Linked DNA regions of Oryctolagus cuniculus: regions 1 and 2 are each linked to region 3. A link is a contact called in public Hi-C data. All regions are on one chromosome and are shown on one strand. Each heading gives the region's core, a stretch centred on a gene start, on an enhancer-like site or on the middle of the called end of the contact. The rest is flanking DNA. Distances are from core to core; before and after follow the strand shown. Region 1 holds the start of ADAMTS9 (ADAM metallopeptidase with thrombospondin type 1 motif 9). Region 2 overlaps ADAMTS9 (ADAM metallopeptidase with thrombospondin type 1 motif 9). Region 3 has its middle 530 kb from the start of ADAMTS9.

Region 1 (2,700 bases), core at 157-2,656, 530 kb after region 3:
ATTAACCTAATGCGCCACTGTGCCGGACCCAGGTAGGTTCCAGTCTTAACCAAATTGCTTTTCCCTCTGCCAGGAGAAAGGTACGCATTCATTTTCCAGAATAACTGGAACTTGTAGCAGATCGCTATGTAGCCCCTAGTGCTGGCAATCTGATATTTTTAGTGCTGAGCTCTAGCCGACCACCCAACAGAAAACCCTGATTCTAGGACATGGAGGGAGGAGGTGTGTGTGTGTGTGTGTGTGTGTGTATCCTATCTTTAACCGAAATCACCATTTCCTTTCTCTTGAAATTGAATACATTCCACTCTTTCTGAGAGCTGGCAAAGGAAAAGGTGTCACACGCGCGCGCGCACACACACATCTTCTCTCTCCAGCTAAATTTTGACTTTCAAATGTGCATCCGCAATCGGTAGGTGTAGCTCAGAGTGGCTGCTCCGCGCCGCCCCAGGCATCTCTCCCTGGCTGGAAGCAAGCGGAAGCGATTGAGAAATCCCTTCAGGGACTGGGGCTTCCCCAAGGGATCGACAACTTCGCACTCTGTCCCTCCCTCCCCCCGCCCTTCTCGAAACCACCGAGGAGTCAGGGGGTTGCCGAGGTTCCCGCCCCCTCTCGCTGCCCAGCGCGGTTCTTAACCTTTTTTGGGCCGGGGACCTCCAGAAAGCGAAGGACCCTCTCCGGGTGGAGTCAGAGCATGGGGGGGGGGGGGTGGAGGAAGAGGGAGAAGCACAACTTGAAATTCCTGCGAAACTTGCACGAGACCGTGGATTTGAAACACACCCCTGAAGTGTAGGATTAAGAACTGGGTCTCTACAACTCTCGATTCGGGGCGATTAAATCGAGAGCGGAGCTCAGGTGCCAAATCCCGTCCCGAGTGCGAGAGGGCAGGGCGGGCAGCGCTTCGGCGCGGGGCCACTTTCACTTGTAAGAAACCAAAGGCGCAGGGCTGGGGGAAAGCGCCAGGAAACGAGGGAAAGGAAGGGCAGAAAAGGAGGAGAGAGCCCAGCAGGAGGGGAGAGGGAAAGGCAAGCGGGGAGACTCGGGATGGCGAAGAGGAGGAGGAGGAAAGCAGAATTGGGAAGGAAGGAGACGAGCGGAGAAGGCAGGGGCGAGGGGCTGGGTGCTGCGCGCCGGAAAGGGGCGCGCTTTTGGCGTTCCATCCCCGGGCGGCCAGTCGCCGCAAACTCCAGCTCGGAGGGGCGGCGGGGACGCGACCCTCTGCCCCTGCGCTGCTGGCGCCTTGGGCCTCGGCCTCTAGCAGCCGGCTGGGGCCTCGGGCGGCGAGTGCCGCACGGGCCGGCCAAGGAGGGGACACGGTCTGGAAGGAGGCGGTGCCCGCTGCCTCGCTTTCTCCTCCCCTCTCCTCCTCCTAGAGGCGTGCACCCGGGGTATTCGAGCGGCGGAGGACCCGCGGCCCCCCCGCCCCCGCCCCCCAGCCCCCCATTCAAGAAGCCGCTCCGCTATCCCGGCCAGCACAGGGCGCCCGGCGCGCCTCGGAGCGCACGTTCCGCGCTTCTCCTGCCCGCTCGCTGGACATTATGCGGCCGAGCAGCCGAGCCCCAGTCCTCCTCCTCCTCCTCCGGCTCCTCCTGCAGCCCGAGCGGCTCAGCTCTCGGCAGGCGGCAGCGTTGCTCAGCCGAGCGCACACGGGACCCTCGCGGCGAGACCTCAGCGACTCCTAAAGTCAAAAGTTGGCGGCGGGCGCCGGGCTCCGCGCGCTCTCCACGGCCGCTGCCTCGCGTCGCCGCCACAGCCAAGGCGGGCAGGAGGGAGGGGGGTGAGGGTGGCGGGGGAGGGGTGGGGAGCACCATGCAGTTTGTATCCTGGGCCACACTGCTAACGCTCCTGGTGCGGGACCTGGCCGAGATGGGGAGCCCCGACGCCGCAGCGACCGTGCGCAAGGACAGGCTGCACCCGAGGCAAGGTAACGAGGCTGCGGCCCCAGCGACCCCGCCGCCCGCACTGCCACCTCCCCCGCTCTCGCTCCCAGGCGGGGTACCCCGTGGCGAAGGCCTCTCTCTCTCTCTCTCTCTCTCTCTCTCTCTCTTTCCTAGAAAGAATTACCTCCGGCTTTGAAGCCTCTCCCTTCTTTGGGTCATCCCCAGCCAATGACTAGGGAGAGACCGTGGAAAAGAATTGAGGCGAGCCCCCTCGCTCCTCGCTTTTCAGCCTGATCTTTCGCCTTCCCCACCCCCACACTCGCTGCCGAGTTACTTGGGGGCGCCAGATAGCGGCACTTTTTTTTTTTTAATTGGGGATATTGACCGGGATCTGACATTATCGTAAGATTTCTGATCTGTTCCTTATCTGGCACATCATGGTCTATCTCCAGCGCTTAGCACGGTTCTTGGCTCCTACGGGGACATAGTAGGTGCCCAGCAAACATTTGTCCACTGATTAAAGGTGACGGGATTGATGGACTTGAAGGGGCTGGAAAATAAATCAGGACAAAGTGCCCCCACCCCCAATCTTCCTTAAGTTAAAACTTCGGGTGGGAGGAATGAATGATCGATTCCTATACCTCTTCTTCTCTCCGCAGCGAAATTATTAGAGACCCTGAGCGAATACGAAATCGCGTCTCCCATCCGAGTGAACGCTCTCGGAGAACCCTTTCCCACGAACGTGCACTTCAAAAGGCGGCGACGGAGCATTAACTCTGCCTCTGATCCCTGGCCTGCCTTCGCCTCCTCCTCTACCTCCTCC
Region 2 (2,700 bases), core at 7-2,506, 690 kb after region 3:
GTGTGTATCATGAAAAAGCTATGCCTGCATGTAAAAAACAATTTTTTTGCACCAAAATAAATGTTTCTTTTCGAATATTCCATTTTCCATAGACTGTTGGTGAGTAGGGGAGTTGGGATTCCAGACAAATCCACCATCTGTACCTCTGCTCTTTGTCAGGCTGGGCTGGTGAACAGGTCTGTATTGAATGGGCTGTCCCAGGCCTTGTGTGCCATTCCCAACATTGGTCTGATGCACCAGGTACGACGGCACAGGTGTCTCCAGGTGTGGCCACATTTCCCACGGAGGCGAAATCGTCCCCGGTTGAGATCCAGTGACTGAGACCTGACTGAGTCATGGGGGCTCCCCTGGGAGTGGCACTTCCGTTAGTCCCATTTTATCATAGTGGGATCTGAGGCTCCAGAGGGGTTTCTTAACTATTCCTTGTGCCTGTTGATGGGACAGGTGCAGAATGGGGACTTCCCAGCTTCCCCGGCTCCTGGAGGATCTTCATTCAGGAGTAGCGTGTAGCCCTTACTGATTTATGAAATCTGTCAAGTTGTCTAGTCATTTGTTCCACATCATAGCGGATATGAACAAAGCAATACCCAGGCCTGCCCTCGATCAGCTTACTTTTATTCTCGTGCTGGAGAGAGAAAATGAACACTCAGAAAATAATCGGGAAACACTGGGATTTCTGTCACGCCAAGGACCCCCTGTTTCTGCAGGGCTAATTTCACTGTCACTGCAGCACTTTGGAGGAGGTACTTTAAACACAAGATTTATTTATTTGAAAGGCGGAGAGATTTTCCATCTGCTGGTTAACTCCCCAAGTGCCCACAGCAGCCAGCTGCGTCCAGGTCTCCCACACGGGAAGGGGGCGGAGCAGGAATCCAAGTGCAGGAACCACTCCTGCTGCCTCCCTGGCACCTTAGCAAGCGGGCAGATTGGAAGCGCCATGGGTGGGGAGCAGCTTCGGCTGGAACCAGGCCGGCATCCCGGGCTGGGTCTTTGACCTGCTGCGCCACAGCATCCTCCTTGGAAGGGACTTTTACCACCTCTCCATTTTACAGCTGAACAAACTGAGGCTGTGTGTGGCTAAAAAAAAAAACAGCTGTGGGGGTGCCGTCACAGGTGAAATGGCTGGATTCACACTAGGGCTGTGAGCCCCGACTCCCTCGCTTCACAGAAGGCTGATGTGACCAAGGCCTTTGGGGACAGGTTCAGAGAAAGCAGCCCTGGGAGTGTATCCACGCAGGGGACTGCCGCTGTGAAGCTGTTCCTGGCGCAGGAGCAGTAGCAGGAGGTCTGCCTATGCCTTTGCCTTTGCATGGTGGTTCCTGAAAGACAGGGGCCCAGCAGGAGACCGCGGTGCGGTGGGCGCCCCTGGCCGCCCTAGGAAGTTCCGCCACTGGCCACCCTCGTCCCTCCCAGGCGGTCTGGAACGGGCCACGCGCGCCCTCTACCGGCCCCTGCTGGGAGAGCGCCTCGTCTTTGAAGTCCCGCCCTGCTGTGCTGAGGACGCGGTGTGCTCACCGCCCCCAGGCAGCTGGAAGCCCAGGAAGCTTTGGCAGCGAGATCTTGTTAGAAAAATTACACTGTGGCATTTTGTTCCGGGAGGAATCTGGTAATTGTGAGCAATGTCAGGACTGCCGTGTCGGGGAGGCCGAGGAGAGCCTGGACTTCCAAGGCGGGAGGATGTGAGCTGCGTGCAGTCTGATCGTGTGCAAGGCCTCAGTTTCCCCTTCTGCAGAGAAGGGCTCTCGCGAGGATGAGTGAGATGAGGCCTGAGTAGGGCGTGACCTTGAAATAACACAGCAACACCCCCCCACACACACACCCATCAGTGATAGTGAATGAAACTGACCTTCCTCCAACTCCCCAAGGTGCGTGGGATTGGGGTCCCTTATGCGGACATCCCGGGAACTAAGCATGGGTTTCTTTGGCCGTTTCTTCCAGGGTCGTTTTAGCATCAACCTTTCCGGAACCGGCCTGGCTTTAACCGATTCTGCCAGATGGATATCCCAAGGGAATTACGCCGTCTCAGACATCAAGAAGTCCCCGGTAAGGCTAGGCGCGGGTTGGGGGCGGGCTTTCTCGTACCCCTGTAGCGGTGGTGGGGGGTGCTAGAGGAGGGAGCACGCTCTCTCAGACCACTCCCTCAGCCCGTCCTGCAGAGTATTGGGCTGGCACGGTGGCAAAGCCTGCGGGCCTGGCTTTGCTCCTGGTGAATTTTTCCTCAAGGCATGAGCGCCAACACCTGAGTGATGAGAAGGGCGGCCCCACCCAGAAGCTGGAGCTAAAATTCAAGTGGGGCTGAAAGAATGGGATTGCTGACCCCGGGGGCTCAGCATCAGCTGGGGGTTAGTTGGGAATGCAGGTGTGGGGCCCCAGTCCCCTGGGTCTGGACACTGGACACACAGGGAGACGAGGAGGCCGGGCAACTGGGGAGCACAGCCCAGCGCGGGGTGTGCTGGTCTCTGCTGTTTCTCACCCTGCTGTGCTCTGGAGCCCTCGGGAAGGGCCCAGGTCTCTCTGACCCCAGGGAATGAGAATCTTGGAGAGTGCCCCTCCACACACAATTCCCTAGGGGGCTGGCATCACGGCTTAGTGGATCATCACTGCCTGCACCCCGTATGCGTGCAGTTTGAATCCCAGCCGCTCCACTTCCGATCAGGCTCCCTGCTAATGCCGCTGGGAAGGCAACAGAAGGTGGCCCAA
Region 3 (2,700 bases), core at 198-2,697:
GTTAGAAGGGCTAATGATGACAGTATTGACATTGGTCAGTCCGAATCCCTGATGTTCCCAGGCCACTGGAGAGAAGTTTCCGGCAGTCCTTGCATCACCAGTGGTATCCCCTGCTTGCAGACTTACGGTAGAGCACTTTCGTGCTGTGTCCCCGAGGTGATGGTGACGCAGAGCCTTGCAAGCTTCTAGCCAGTTATGGGGAGGCAGTGGGCTGTAGGCCCAGCCGGAGCTCATGATGTCCCAGAGGAATCTCAGTACTTGGACAGCTGACAGGGTCTGCCTCTGCAAGCGCACACTGCAAGTCAGAAGGGAATTTAGCCTGCAGAAAGTATGCTTTCCGTCCAGCCTGGGCTCTGTCTGTCAGAATCAGCACACGATTCTTAACATTTAGGGATTTATTCTGCTAATTGTTGAGGACACTGAAGAAAGTAAGAAAAATATTAAAGGCACAACTCCTTGTCTAGAGTAGTAGCCACTGGTCCTCTCTAAGCAGATGGAGTAATAATTGTTCCCTAGTGTAAGGGACACGTGTTCAACTCCACCTTCTAGCATCTGACCTGTAGGTCCTCTGTGTCCCTTGCCAGAGCTGGGGATATGAATGGAGCAGGAACTGTAGGGGGAGCTATTTGGTTTTGAATGCAGAGTGTAATCTGCCTTTTCAAGTAAGCAACATACAATCGAAATTCTCTCCAAGAGCTCCTTTCAGAGAAAAATGTCACCCTCTGGGGTATTATGAAAACGTTATAGAAAGAAGCCCTATTTGTCATACAGGAAATTTTAGATAATATGAATCTTAATTAGGAAATGAGGCACTTGTTTTCCTGCTAAGGTCACATAACATTTGGGCATTTTAGGAGTAAGGGACGAAGCCCTCATTGTGAAGCCAAAGTGACCTGGGTTTGCATTCCAGCTCAGCCGCTTGGTAGTGGCCTTGGGCAAGTTGCTGCAATGCTGGCAAATGGAAATAAGAATGTTTACTCCCTGGTCTTCTTGCTTGTATTTTATTTGACAGTGTAATTAATATTTGATCAGTAGTAAGTGTTCAAAAAGTATTTTTTCATCCCTCTGATTTTTCTAGACTATGAAATATCATATCCATTCATACCCAACTGTGAATTTTGTCTCTTTGAGTTCTTGCATTTTATATACATGATATGATTAGAGTCCGCAAATAGGGCACGTTTTCAGAACGAGTTCCACTGTGCAACTGGGTGTTCTCTGTTTATGTCATTGATAGGATGGTTTAAGGATGGAGTGTTTGGTACTGTTGGAAATGTTTTTGTGGCTGAGCATAGGTCAGGAAGGAAATAATGATAAGAGGAGCACTGGCTTCTCTACAGAGTCCTGAGCAGTGGCTTGAAAATGATTCCAGAACAAAAGTGTTTTTCTGGCATGCCGTAGATCTATAGCCATTGCAGCCGGGGCTGGCTCTGCCTCACCCACACATAATATTCTGCTCAGGTTAGCTTTCATCAGGACCCGGAATGCCATAAAGCACAACAAGCCAGTGTCTCAGTTTCCAACAAAACAAAGATTGCTTTGGAATCCATTTGTAAATCACAAGTGGGGCCTACCACCAGGCCACAGGGAACTATGAGGAGTTAACCAGAGAAGGGGAAAAAAAGCGAGGGTAGGGATGCAGACCCACAGAAGACCTGCAACATATTACAAGGGGAAATATCTTGCTGCCGCGTCTTCCTTGAGCTGTGTTGAACTGGGGTATCTTAACGAGGAGCTATATCCTCTCCGGATATTACCTCAGAGCATTTATCAGAAGCCTTGCTAAGAGGTTGTTCTCTTAATGTTTTTTCTCCAGCTACATTTATACAAACGAATTCCATATTTGACAGCATCCTGGTGTTTCCCTTATTTAACAAAGGCAGCTTAATTTTTCCGTGACGGTAGCATTAACATTACCTCAGATGCAGTCCTAAAATAATTGTTACACGCGAAGGATATTCTTAGAATAAAGGTGGAAGGAAACAATTCTTCTGAATCCCTGACTTTCCAGATGACAATCTCGGGACTCAAGTTCAGTGCCTTTTCTTTTAAGATTAATCCATTTACTTGAAAGGCAAAGTGACAGAGAAAGAGGCAGAGACAGAAATAGAGTGAGAGAGAGACAGATAAGAGGCATCTTACATCTGCTGGTTCACATCCAAAATGACCACAACAACCAAATCTGGTCCAGGATGAAGCCAAAAGTCAGGAAGTCCATCCTGGCCTCCCACCTGGGAGACAGGGGTCCAAGCAGTTCCTACGTTAGCAGGGTGCTGGATTGGAAGAGGAAGCTGGGACTAGAACCAGCACTGTAATATGGTGTGCCAGTATAGCAAGTGCTGGCTTAACCTGCTGTGCCACAAAGGCAGCTCCAAGTTTAATGCCTTTTCTAAGTAGCACAATTACGGGGTTCAGTGCAGGGTTGAACACTCAGATTTGTATGAGTGCTTCCACATTCATGTTCTTTTGATTCTGTTATGTCTTCATTTAGGGAATTCTGGGTAGTAGAGAACTTAGAATGTTACCAGGGGTTTAAGTATTTAAAAAACACTACTCAATAAACCTGTGAAAAAAAAATCATCACATAGAAATATTAAGGATGAGGAACTAAAGAGATAATGAGGATTATATTTTATAGACAGTGTGAAAACTGCAAAGAGAAGTTGAGTGACTTGCACAAAGCAATGTATCTAGTAATTC

Evidence for each region. A called contact is a pair of places that touch in the nucleus more often than the background predicts.
Region 1: a Hi-C map of an unstated tissue shows a contact between it and region 3, with 6 times the contacts expected there. The contact joins the promoter of ADAMTS9 here to the enhancer-like site in region 3. A contact is called at or near these places in 2 of 6 Hi-C or Micro-C datasets (ear pinna and an unstated tissue).
Region 2: a Hi-C map of psoas muscle shows a contact between it and region 3, with 9 times the contacts expected there. The contact joins two enhancer-like sites. A contact is called at or near these places in 5 of 6 Hi-C or Micro-C datasets (ear pinna, embryonic fibroblasts, psoas muscle and 2 more).

The regions. Positions count from the first base shown.
Region 1 is chr10:84,973,827-84,976,526 of mOryCun1.1, forward strand. ADAMTS9 (ADAM metallopeptidase with thrombospondin type 1 motif 9) reads left to right here and starts at 1,407. Exons shown (of 39, transcript XM_008260887.4): 1 at 1,407-1,921; 2 at 2,537-2,700. The coding sequence starts at 1,807.
Region 2 is chr10:85,133,370-85,136,069 of mOryCun1.1, forward strand. It overlaps ADAMTS9 (ADAM metallopeptidase with thrombospondin type 1 motif 9), which reads left to right. Exons shown (of 39, transcript XM_008260887.4): 37 at 1,939-2,043. Among named protein-coding and RNA genes, the nearest start is that of PRICKLE2, 74 kb to the right of the region's middle. Within about 2 kb of position 1,257, at least 1 of the 8 cell types and tissues checked has an H3K27ac peak or open chromatin away from gene starts, as enhancers often do.
Region 3 is chr10:84,446,419-84,449,118 of mOryCun1.1, forward strand. No RefSeq gene overlaps it. Among named protein-coding and RNA genes, the nearest start is that of ADAMTS9, 530 kb to the right of the region's middle. Within about 2 kb of position 1,448, at least 3 of the 8 cell types and tissues checked have an H3K27ac peak or open chromatin away from gene starts, as enhancers often do.